Linked DNA regions of Mus musculus: regions 1 and 3 are each linked to region 2. A link is a contact called in public HiChIP or PLAC-seq data. All regions are on one chromosome and are shown on one strand. Each heading gives the region's core, a stretch centred on a gene start, on an enhancer-like site or on the middle of the called end of the contact. The rest is flanking DNA. Distances are from core to core; before and after follow the strand shown.

Region 1 (2,700 bases), core at 49-2,548, 160 kb before region 2:
TCTGTTTCTTCAAAGCAACCTTCTACTCCAGTTTGTGTTGCCAACTACTCCTTAGTGTGGAGCCTATCCTGTAGTGTAGTTGATATATTATTATTTATATCTTGAAATCATTACAGTAAGTATACTATGAAATTGATTTTTCTTAATGCAGTCTAAATCTCTGCATGAATTTAACAAGTTTCCATGTATGATTGCTGTGATATTTGTTTGGATCTATTCCTATAACGTCACTTTGTACTTCTTACTTGTGGAGCCAATTCCTTTCCTTCTACTTTGTGGGCACAAGGGAGTAAGCTCAGCTTGTCAGGCCTGATTGTGAACACTTCACCAACCGAGCCATCTCGTCAGCACAGCCCTGTTTTTTATTCCCATTTTCTTTTCTGTATTTCTGTTGAATTTCTCACATACTCTCCTTTCTCTTCTGCCTTCTTCTGGTTTCTGCATCATTTCTATATTGACATTTAAACAACCCCCAAAATTCAAGATACATCAACAAAAATTTATTCAACTAGTCTTTCTTACTTCCATATCAATAATGAAAGAAAATTAAAACCTTTCAAATTCAACAAATCCCTACACTACATATAATCACTTTCCTCTATGTTAAATCCAACTTGAAATTATATCCTCAATACCCTGCTGGTATTTTTACTGTCTACATCACTGCCTAGTCTTTGATCCTGAAGTCTCACATATTTATTTTACTTTCTGGATCCCTGGACCACGTAGACAGTAAAATTTGGATTCCATGCCCATACAAGCTCTAGAACAATGGTGCCATCATCTTTCGTTAGGGTTATTTCTTTTCCTTTCCTTTCCTTTCCTTTCGTTTCCTTTTCTTTCCTTTCCTTTCCTTTCCTTTCCTTTCCTTTCCTTTCCTTTCCTTTCCTTCCCTTCCCTTCCCTTACCTTACCTTCCCTTCCCTTTCCTTTCCTTTTCTTTAATTCACGAAGAAGGATGAAAGAGATGTCCTTTCAGTGGTGCCTCTTGCCACTGCTTGTCACTCTACCCCTCCCCCCATTCTTTTCTTTCTTCTTTCTTTTGTCCATGATTAGTAGTCTAGCCTTAGCCTCACAATCTTTGGGCCTTTTCAGAAACCTGCAATTCACCCCCCCCCCCAAACCCATACACATCATGAAAGTTCTATATTCTTATTTTATACCCTGTGGTTCCCAGAGCCCACACCCCTCAACCCAGATACAAATAACTCCTGAGAGGCCACCACCGCTACACAGGCTCACTGCACTGCCACACAGACAGGCTCACTGCCTGCTACACAGGCGCACAGTGCTCACACAGACAGGCTCACTGCCTGCTACACAGGCTCACAGTGCTCACACAGACAGGCTCACTGCACTGCTTTTCAGTTCCCTTTTTATTTCTGGGAAGGAAGTATTTCCTGTTTTTTTCTTGCAAGCTCAGCTCTCTTTTTCATAGAAATTTGGACATTTTATTTGGCTTTTCTCAGAATTTGTATTGAGAGAGCTACAAATTATCTTAAGCCACTCTTTTTGCTAAGAACTACAAATTTGCCATACATCTAAACTTATATGTTTATTCATGACAGTATATTAGATATGCATGCTAAACATACATGTGTAACATATCTGCATATACTCATGTGTGTATTTAGATATGTAGCCACATAGCTGGAACAACTGCACATAAACTCTTTAAGAGCTCCCATAATTGTGTAAGATCAAATTCCTAAAATATCTCACTTATTCTTAAATGATTCAGGATCATTCAGAGTGATTTGCATTTATATTAAACTCTGACTCATAAATACAAAGTCAACACCCAAAGTTTTGTTTGCTTGACTCTATGTATGCTTGAGGACTTAGGAAATAAAAATGATGATCTGAAAGCTTTCATTTCTAGCTCTAGATCTTCATGATGGAATTGAAATTTATGGTAGTCAGAATAATCTCCTATACCCAGAACATCATTTTCAAAAACCACATCTAAAATCTGTTCCACAAATGGACAAATTGCAATACAAATCAATTTCCTATCTTATTGGGTTTTCCCACATTAAAGTTTGGATGTTAACTAGCAAGGAGTGGGAACCTGAACGTTTGATGGAGACATGGGGGGTAAAACCCATGGGAGTAGGCAACTATGTCCTTAGTCATATAAGCCTCTTCTGACAACAGGACCAGCTCTTCTTTCCTTTCTAGTACATTAATCTCTCGTCTGAAGAACCAAAATCATCTCCTCCAAGGGATTTTGCCTTACCAAGAATCTGAACTTCCTCTAGACTGAAGTCTCAGGACCCTTAGAGAGGTCAAACTACAAAGCATAACCCAAGGGGAAGTACAATGAACAGCCAGCGAGTGACCTCGCCAGTTTACAGCAACATAATTCTAAGGAATGGCCATGGCTAGATTTGGGCCAGTTTATAGTTTATGTCACTGAAATGAAGTTCCCTGTTACAAAAACAAAAATAAATATGTATGCTTACACTCAAAGGAAAGTGTAGCTTCCATCCCTCATCAAAGAAGCTTCTTTTTGTAGCAAATGGAGACCATTACAGACATCCACAACTGGCAACAATATAACGAATAGCTCACATCTACAATACAATCCCTACACTTAAGACTCAAGGAGCATTACAGAGAAGGCTGTGAAAGATTGTAAGAGTTAGAAGACCAAGAGGTCAACTGTGAGATAGTTTCTTCTATACATGACCTGCACCCA
Region 2 (2,761 bases), core at 198-2,697:
TAACTCTCATATTGAATAATGTGAAACAAATGTCTCTCAGTAAATGTCAACATTAGAGCAAATTTCACTTTCTTAAATGCTATGGTAGAAACAATATGTTTCAGGAATCAAAGAAGAATAAAACCACTGTCTTCGCACTTCATAAATGGCTACAAGATCCCAAAAATTGTAAATGTCTGGGATCCAAGCTGGAGCCTACGCACACCAAGGTATTTTAACTTCGTATTAGTTATATTTCCCCTGCAGGGTTAAGAAAATTTCATAGAAATACAAATAGCCCTGATGTTGTCGTGCTGGTTCTGTTTTTTTATTTAACAAACATTTTATTCAAGATCAAGTAAATTCAAGGTTCTGTTATGCTGAGTAGCAGCAAAGTATGCATTATCAGGGTGCAACAAAAGTTAACACTTGCTAGAAAAAAAAAGAACAAAATAGTTTGAGGGAACGAAAATAAGGGAACCAGGCATGATAGTTTCAAACTTCTTTAGGAGCAGTTACCCTAAAATGAAACCACCTTAAGGAGGTAAACGTCTGTGCAGATGGCGCCAACGTTGGGGAAAGGATCCGTTTATTAACCCTCAACCGTTTGGACCTTTGCTCACAAGTACACACCCTCCTCTGAACTTTTTCTTCAATCGCTGTGACAGGCCCCACTCTAGTATGTTGCCAGGAGGAGTCCATCAGTGAAGAAAGTTGACAAGTTTCTCAAACTCTGGGTGAAGTTCATGTGACAAACAGGTAAAAAGAGCAAGCGCTGGGAAGAACACCAGGATGGAGGGGAGTAACACTGCTTGTCCAGATCGCCTCATCACCGCCACCCCGGGGTTCCTCTTAACACCTAAAGTGGTAACGACGTTCTGAAAACTGTCGTTTCTCCCTGCCTACCACACAAACGTGCTTTAAGGAATGGAGAAGGTTAAATGCAGGGGTTCACACTTAACTAAGAGTCTTCAGTCTAAGAAGCGGGAGTGAGTCCTCCCCCAGCCCTGAGTAAGCCACCGATTTGAGCAGCATGCGCGACACAACAGTCCAGACGCAACTGCGGTGCGGCGGGAGCAGGATCTACGTCCATACAAAGGGCTCCCCCCCCCACCCCCCCGAGGCCCGGGAGGAGCCGGCTGCAGGCTGAATGTAATGAAAGAGGGAAAACGGCCGGCACAGCCAGGCCTCTCGCTGCAGCCGCTCGTTCCCGCCGGCTCCCAGGGTCCCGGCTACCCGGAGCGCAGAGGCCTGCGCACCGCCCGGTACACAAGGCCTGCTCCGGGGAGAAGCGCACGCCCGTGCCACAGCGGCCACGCGCAGGGCCAGCGTCCTCTCCTCTGAGAAGTTGTCCACGAGAACACTCACCCCAGCGCCTCCAAGGTGTCCAGAACGTCCCCTTCCATGCTGGTTTCGGGCCCGAGCTCTGGCCCTCTCATGGTCGCTTGGTCCAAAGCTGTTCGTCACTAAAAATCCCGCCGGAAACCAGCGTCAGCACGCCAAGGTTCCGGGACTTGTAGCCGTGGCAACCGTGGAGGAGTCCCTGCTTGGTGCAACGTAAAAGCCATGTTTGCAACAATAGACTTTTAAAAAATAAATAAGCATCTTTGTGTTAGATCTTATCCATGTGAAGTCACTATCTTTTACTATCATGATTCTACTGTAGGTGTTGAATACTACCCCACCTTAGATTTTTTAATTTTTGTTTATGGTGTGTGTCAGGTGTGTGTAGATGCTCCGGAAACCAGCAGAGGGCAACAGATCAAGCCCTCTGAAAGAGCAGCCACATTCTTAACCAATGAGCCAACTTTCCAGTCGCCCCCACACACATACATCTTGCTTTTTATAACAAAAATCCCAAAAGGAAACTATAATGATCTCCAGCTAAAAAGTAACAGGATGTCTATATACATAAGTCCATTGAGCCAATACATGTGCCAGTGCTCTAATAAGAAGAGATCTAGGGTATCATTTCATTATGAATATAGAACCAAATAAGTGAGTTGTTGTGTTCATCTATCTGCAGAACCACTTCAAATACATATTCAAGATTTTGTATTGTGTTGCTGGTCATTTATGAATGTATTAGCAACAAAAGGTACAGCTCCAGATGCAGTAGAAACATCCATAAGAAATAAAAGCAAGGCCACAACATGCCTTTAATCCCAGCACCCAGGAGTCAATGTTTCTCCTGAGTTCAAGGCCAGGTTAGTCTATACAGTGAGCTCCAGGCCAGCCAGAGCTACAAAGTAAGACACTGGCTCACAAAACAAACAGCAAAAGAAGAAAGAAAGAAAGAAAGAAAGAAAGAAAGAAAGAAAGAGAGAGAGAGAGAGAGAGAGAGAGAGAGAGAGAGAGGAGGGAGGGAGGGAGGGAGGGAGGGAGGGAGGGAGGGAGGGAGAGAGAAAGAAAGAAAGAAAGAAAGATGGAAGGAGAGGAAGAGGGAGAGAAGGAAGGGGAAGGTGTATTAGTCAGGGTTCTCTTGAGTCACAGAACTTATGGGTAGTCTCTATATAGTAAAGGAATTTATTGATGACTTACAGTCTACAGTCCAACTCCCAACAATGGTCAGTAACAGCTGTGAATGGAAGTCCAAGGACCTAGCAGTTGCTCAGTCCCACATGGCAAGCAGGCGCGAAGGAGAGAAAGTGAGACTCCCTTCTTTCAATGTCCTTAAATGGTCTCCATCAGAAGGTGTAGCCCAGATTAAAGGTGTGTGCCACCATACCTTGAACTCAGATCTCCCTGTCTTTTTGTTTGTTTGTTTGTTTAAAGGGGAGAG
Region 3 (2,700 bases), core at 101-2,600, 210 kb before region 2:
TTTCCAAGTAAGTCCATGATGTAATTCTCTTCTCTACACCTCTCCCTCAAAACCCAAATAACACACTTACAGAAGTACATTGGCTTAAAAGGCACCCAGACCAACTGTGGATTATACTCATGCCTTATTAAATGATGTAACTTCTCAGCTTTCTCTTCCATTCCAGAAGTCAAGCAGAATGAAGATTGATTGGTTAAAGAGGTAAGTTGGGATTCTGTCAGATTTTATTCTTCTAGAGTTACTGGCACTTGGTACTGAGATGATGGAACAGTTGGAAGCCATTCATGAACACTTCCAGAGTGATTGAGAGTTGCTGTTGTGACTTGAGACCTGTATCATCCAGAGTTTACCTTCGAAGATGTTCTCAGCACAACTATTGCTGTTGGCTAGACTTGGAAGATCCAGTAGGACACTTTCCTCCAAACCATTATAGACACAGGCATAGCAGAAGTAATGTCATCCAAGGACCACAAGCAGTCTAGCTCAGAGCAAATATAATCTACAATCTGAGATGCTCTGTGTCTTAGCAAAGAAAAATAGGAGCAAAGATGGAGAAAGACATAGGTATCCAAGGAGAGGAGAGTCAGTAGAGCAAGTACCTCCAGAAGGAGGATGGGAATGCAGGACACACATGCAATCACAGGAAAAAGAGAATAACATGTAGGCAGAGATGATGAAGGTATGAGGAATCAGGAAACTCCCCTTCCTGCCTTTGATGAATTTTGCAATCCTGAGCCAACTGATCCTGAGAAGTTGCATGCATTTTGTTCCCAGCATCCATGTGAATGGCTCACAACCACCTGTCACTCCGGCTCCAGGGTATTTGATTCTGACTTTTGTGAGCACTGACATGCATGCGTGTGCGCTCACACACATGCACACACACACACAAATAAAAATAAAATAGTATTAAAAGTTAACATTTAATTCCACTTCCACGTGGTAGAGCTACAATCAAGCTTGAAGAATTCTGATCATTTATATCAGCAAAAGGCACCAGTGTTGGCTCAGTGCGCCAGGGGAATGTTTTAAGCATAATTGGAATCTGTCACCTTTTAACTTGGGTCAGTGGACATATTCGCCTCATTGACAGTCTGTTTAATCATTTATTCTGTTTGTTTGGATGTCAGAGTGTTCTCTGGTGGAGGCTAGCTCAAAATTGAAAATGAGATAGAAAATGGTTTAGAAACCACAAAAAGTTTTACTTGAAACTCACAAGCCATGAATCAGTGGTGAAGCATCTTTCTGCAATAATCAATGTTTGCAGATTCTGTCCTCTGTCCTCTGCTGGGTACTCATGCACCTTCCTTTGAGAGTTCGCTCTTCCTGTCCCCTCCCCAAACACTATGAGTTCAGGAAGTCTCTCTCACAGAAGGAAAATATCAGAATGAAAGAAGGTCTGCTTCCACGCACATCTGGCATGATCACAAGTGAACCTCAGCACCTAGCAGAGTAACTCATAGCTTGTACTTGCAGACAGACAGACAGACAGACAGACAGACAGACAGACAGAGAAGGAAGGAAGGAAGGAAGGAAGAGTGGATGGAAGGAAGGAAGGAAGGAAGGAAGGAAGGAAGGAAGGAAGGAAGAAGGGAGAGAGAGAGAGGAAGGGAGGGAGGGAATGAAGGAGGGAGGAGGAAGGAAGGAGGAAGGGGGAGAGAGTGTGTAGAAAGAAAGTAGGAAAGGCATCCCTCTAAGGATTCATCACCAAGTTTGTGCAGTGAACCTCTCTACCCTTGGACTCAGAATGTATCCCTTTTAAGTTCCTCATACTATTTTATAAGAACACAATGGGATTTTATTCTTCCATAAAGAACAAAAGTATATAATTTACATAGAAAATGGACGGACCTGAAGATCACTACAGTAAGCAAATTAAGTTTGACTCAGAAAGACAGATGTGTATCCATTCTCTCATACGAGAACTTGGATTATAACACTTACACCTAACATGAGAGTAGAAGGGGTGACGAGAGGAGGGAAGGGAGAGGGAGGGAGGGGCAAAAGTGGGAAAAGATGATGAGGTGAATACGGCCAAATAGGAGATATGTGTTGCTGAAAATGTCATTAGAAAATCCATCACACTGGACAGCAGACACCTATGAAAATTTTAACAACTAAAAGGGTGTGGGAAAGAACCCAAAGTTTGGAACTTCCACATTGCCTGTCATCTCCTTCCTGAGTCCTTTATTGCTTCCTACCAGCTTGCCTTCAATATATCTGTGTGTCTCAAAGCCATGACATGCATGTCAAGTGACTGATAGGATAAAGTTTCTCCTTGTGGGTCTCCATGTTCTCCTATTAGACACACAGAACATTGGTAACCACCTAAACTACTGAGAACCACCTAAACTCTGATACACAGAACACTAGTAACCACCTAAACTACTGAGAACCACCTACACTACTGATACACAGAACACTGGTAACCACCTACACTACTGAGAACCACCTAAACTACTAATACACAGAACACTGGTAACCACCTACACTACTGAGATTACGATCAAGCTCCAAATCCTAGAGCACAACTGCATTGTTTATGCTTAGACCGACCAGAGAGATGGAATGAGCAAACAGCACAGGGTGAATGGTCCCTTTGCTGCTGTGGCCTGTGCTTTCCTGGGAATCCTGTGAGCTCCTGGGGACTTGTGCTCTCCTGGGGGACTATGAACTCCTGGGAACATCCTGTCACCACTC

What was found. HiChIP or PLAC-seq counts read pairs in DNA pulled down with a chosen protein or histone mark.
Region 1: a contact with region 2 is called in an H3K4me3 HiChIP or PLAC-seq map of the SCID.adh cell line, with 13 read pairs. The contact joins the enhancer-like site here to the promoter of Fam98b in region 2. A contact is called at or near these places in 2 of 39 promoter capture datasets (the HPC-7 cell line and embryonic stem cells), 1 of 15 datasets of contacts at CTCF or cohesin (large pre-B cells), 10 of 484 Hi-C or Micro-C datasets (the BV-2 cell line, the CH12 cell line, astrocytes and 6 more), 11 of 115 datasets of contacts at active chromatin or transcription factors (the 230-238 cell line, the SCID.adh cell line, T-cell acute lymphoblastic leukemia and 6 more) and 3 of 9 other capture datasets (embryonic stem cells, liver and pancreatic islet).
Region 3: a contact with region 2 is called in a Foxp3 HiChIP or PLAC-seq map of regulatory T cells, with 8 times the contacts expected there. The contact joins the enhancer-like site here to the promoter of Fam98b in region 2. A contact is called at or near these places in 6 of 39 promoter capture datasets (the 3T3-L1 cell line, embryonic stem cells, hippocampal neurons and 2 more), 1 of 15 datasets of contacts at CTCF or cohesin (CD8 T cells), 1 of 484 Hi-C or Micro-C datasets (CD8 T cells), 13 of 115 datasets of contacts at active chromatin or transcription factors (the 230-238 cell line, CD8 T cells, the SCID.adh cell line and 7 more) and 2 of 9 other capture datasets (adipose tissue and liver).

What each region holds. Positions count from the first base shown.
Region 1 is chr2:117,404,294-117,406,993 of GRCm38.p6, reverse strand. No RefSeq gene overlaps it. Among named protein-coding and RNA genes, the nearest start is that of Gm13982, 12 kb to the left of the region's middle. Within about 2 kb of position 1,298, at least 46 of the 459 cell types and tissues checked have an H3K27ac peak or open chromatin away from gene starts, as enhancers often do. A contact at or near this core is called in the 230-238 cell line, the CH12 cell line, the SCID.adh cell line and 4 more, where this site is marked.
Region 2 is chr2:117,248,425-117,251,185 of GRCm38.p6, reverse strand. It overlaps Fam98b (family with sequence similarity 98, member B), which reads right to left and starts at 1,447. Exons shown (of 8, transcript NM_026620.3): 1 at 1,348-1,447. The coding sequence starts at 1,418. Gm25189 (a small nuclear RNA gene) reads right to left here; the gene lies at 2,752-2,761.
Region 3 is chr2:117,458,566-117,461,265 of GRCm38.p6, reverse strand. No RefSeq gene overlaps it. Among named protein-coding and RNA genes, the nearest start is that of Gm32137, 20 kb to the right of the region's middle. Within about 2 kb of position 1,350, at least 9 of the 459 cell types and tissues checked have an H3K27ac peak or open chromatin away from gene starts, as enhancers often do. A contact at or near this core is called in regulatory T cells, where this site is marked.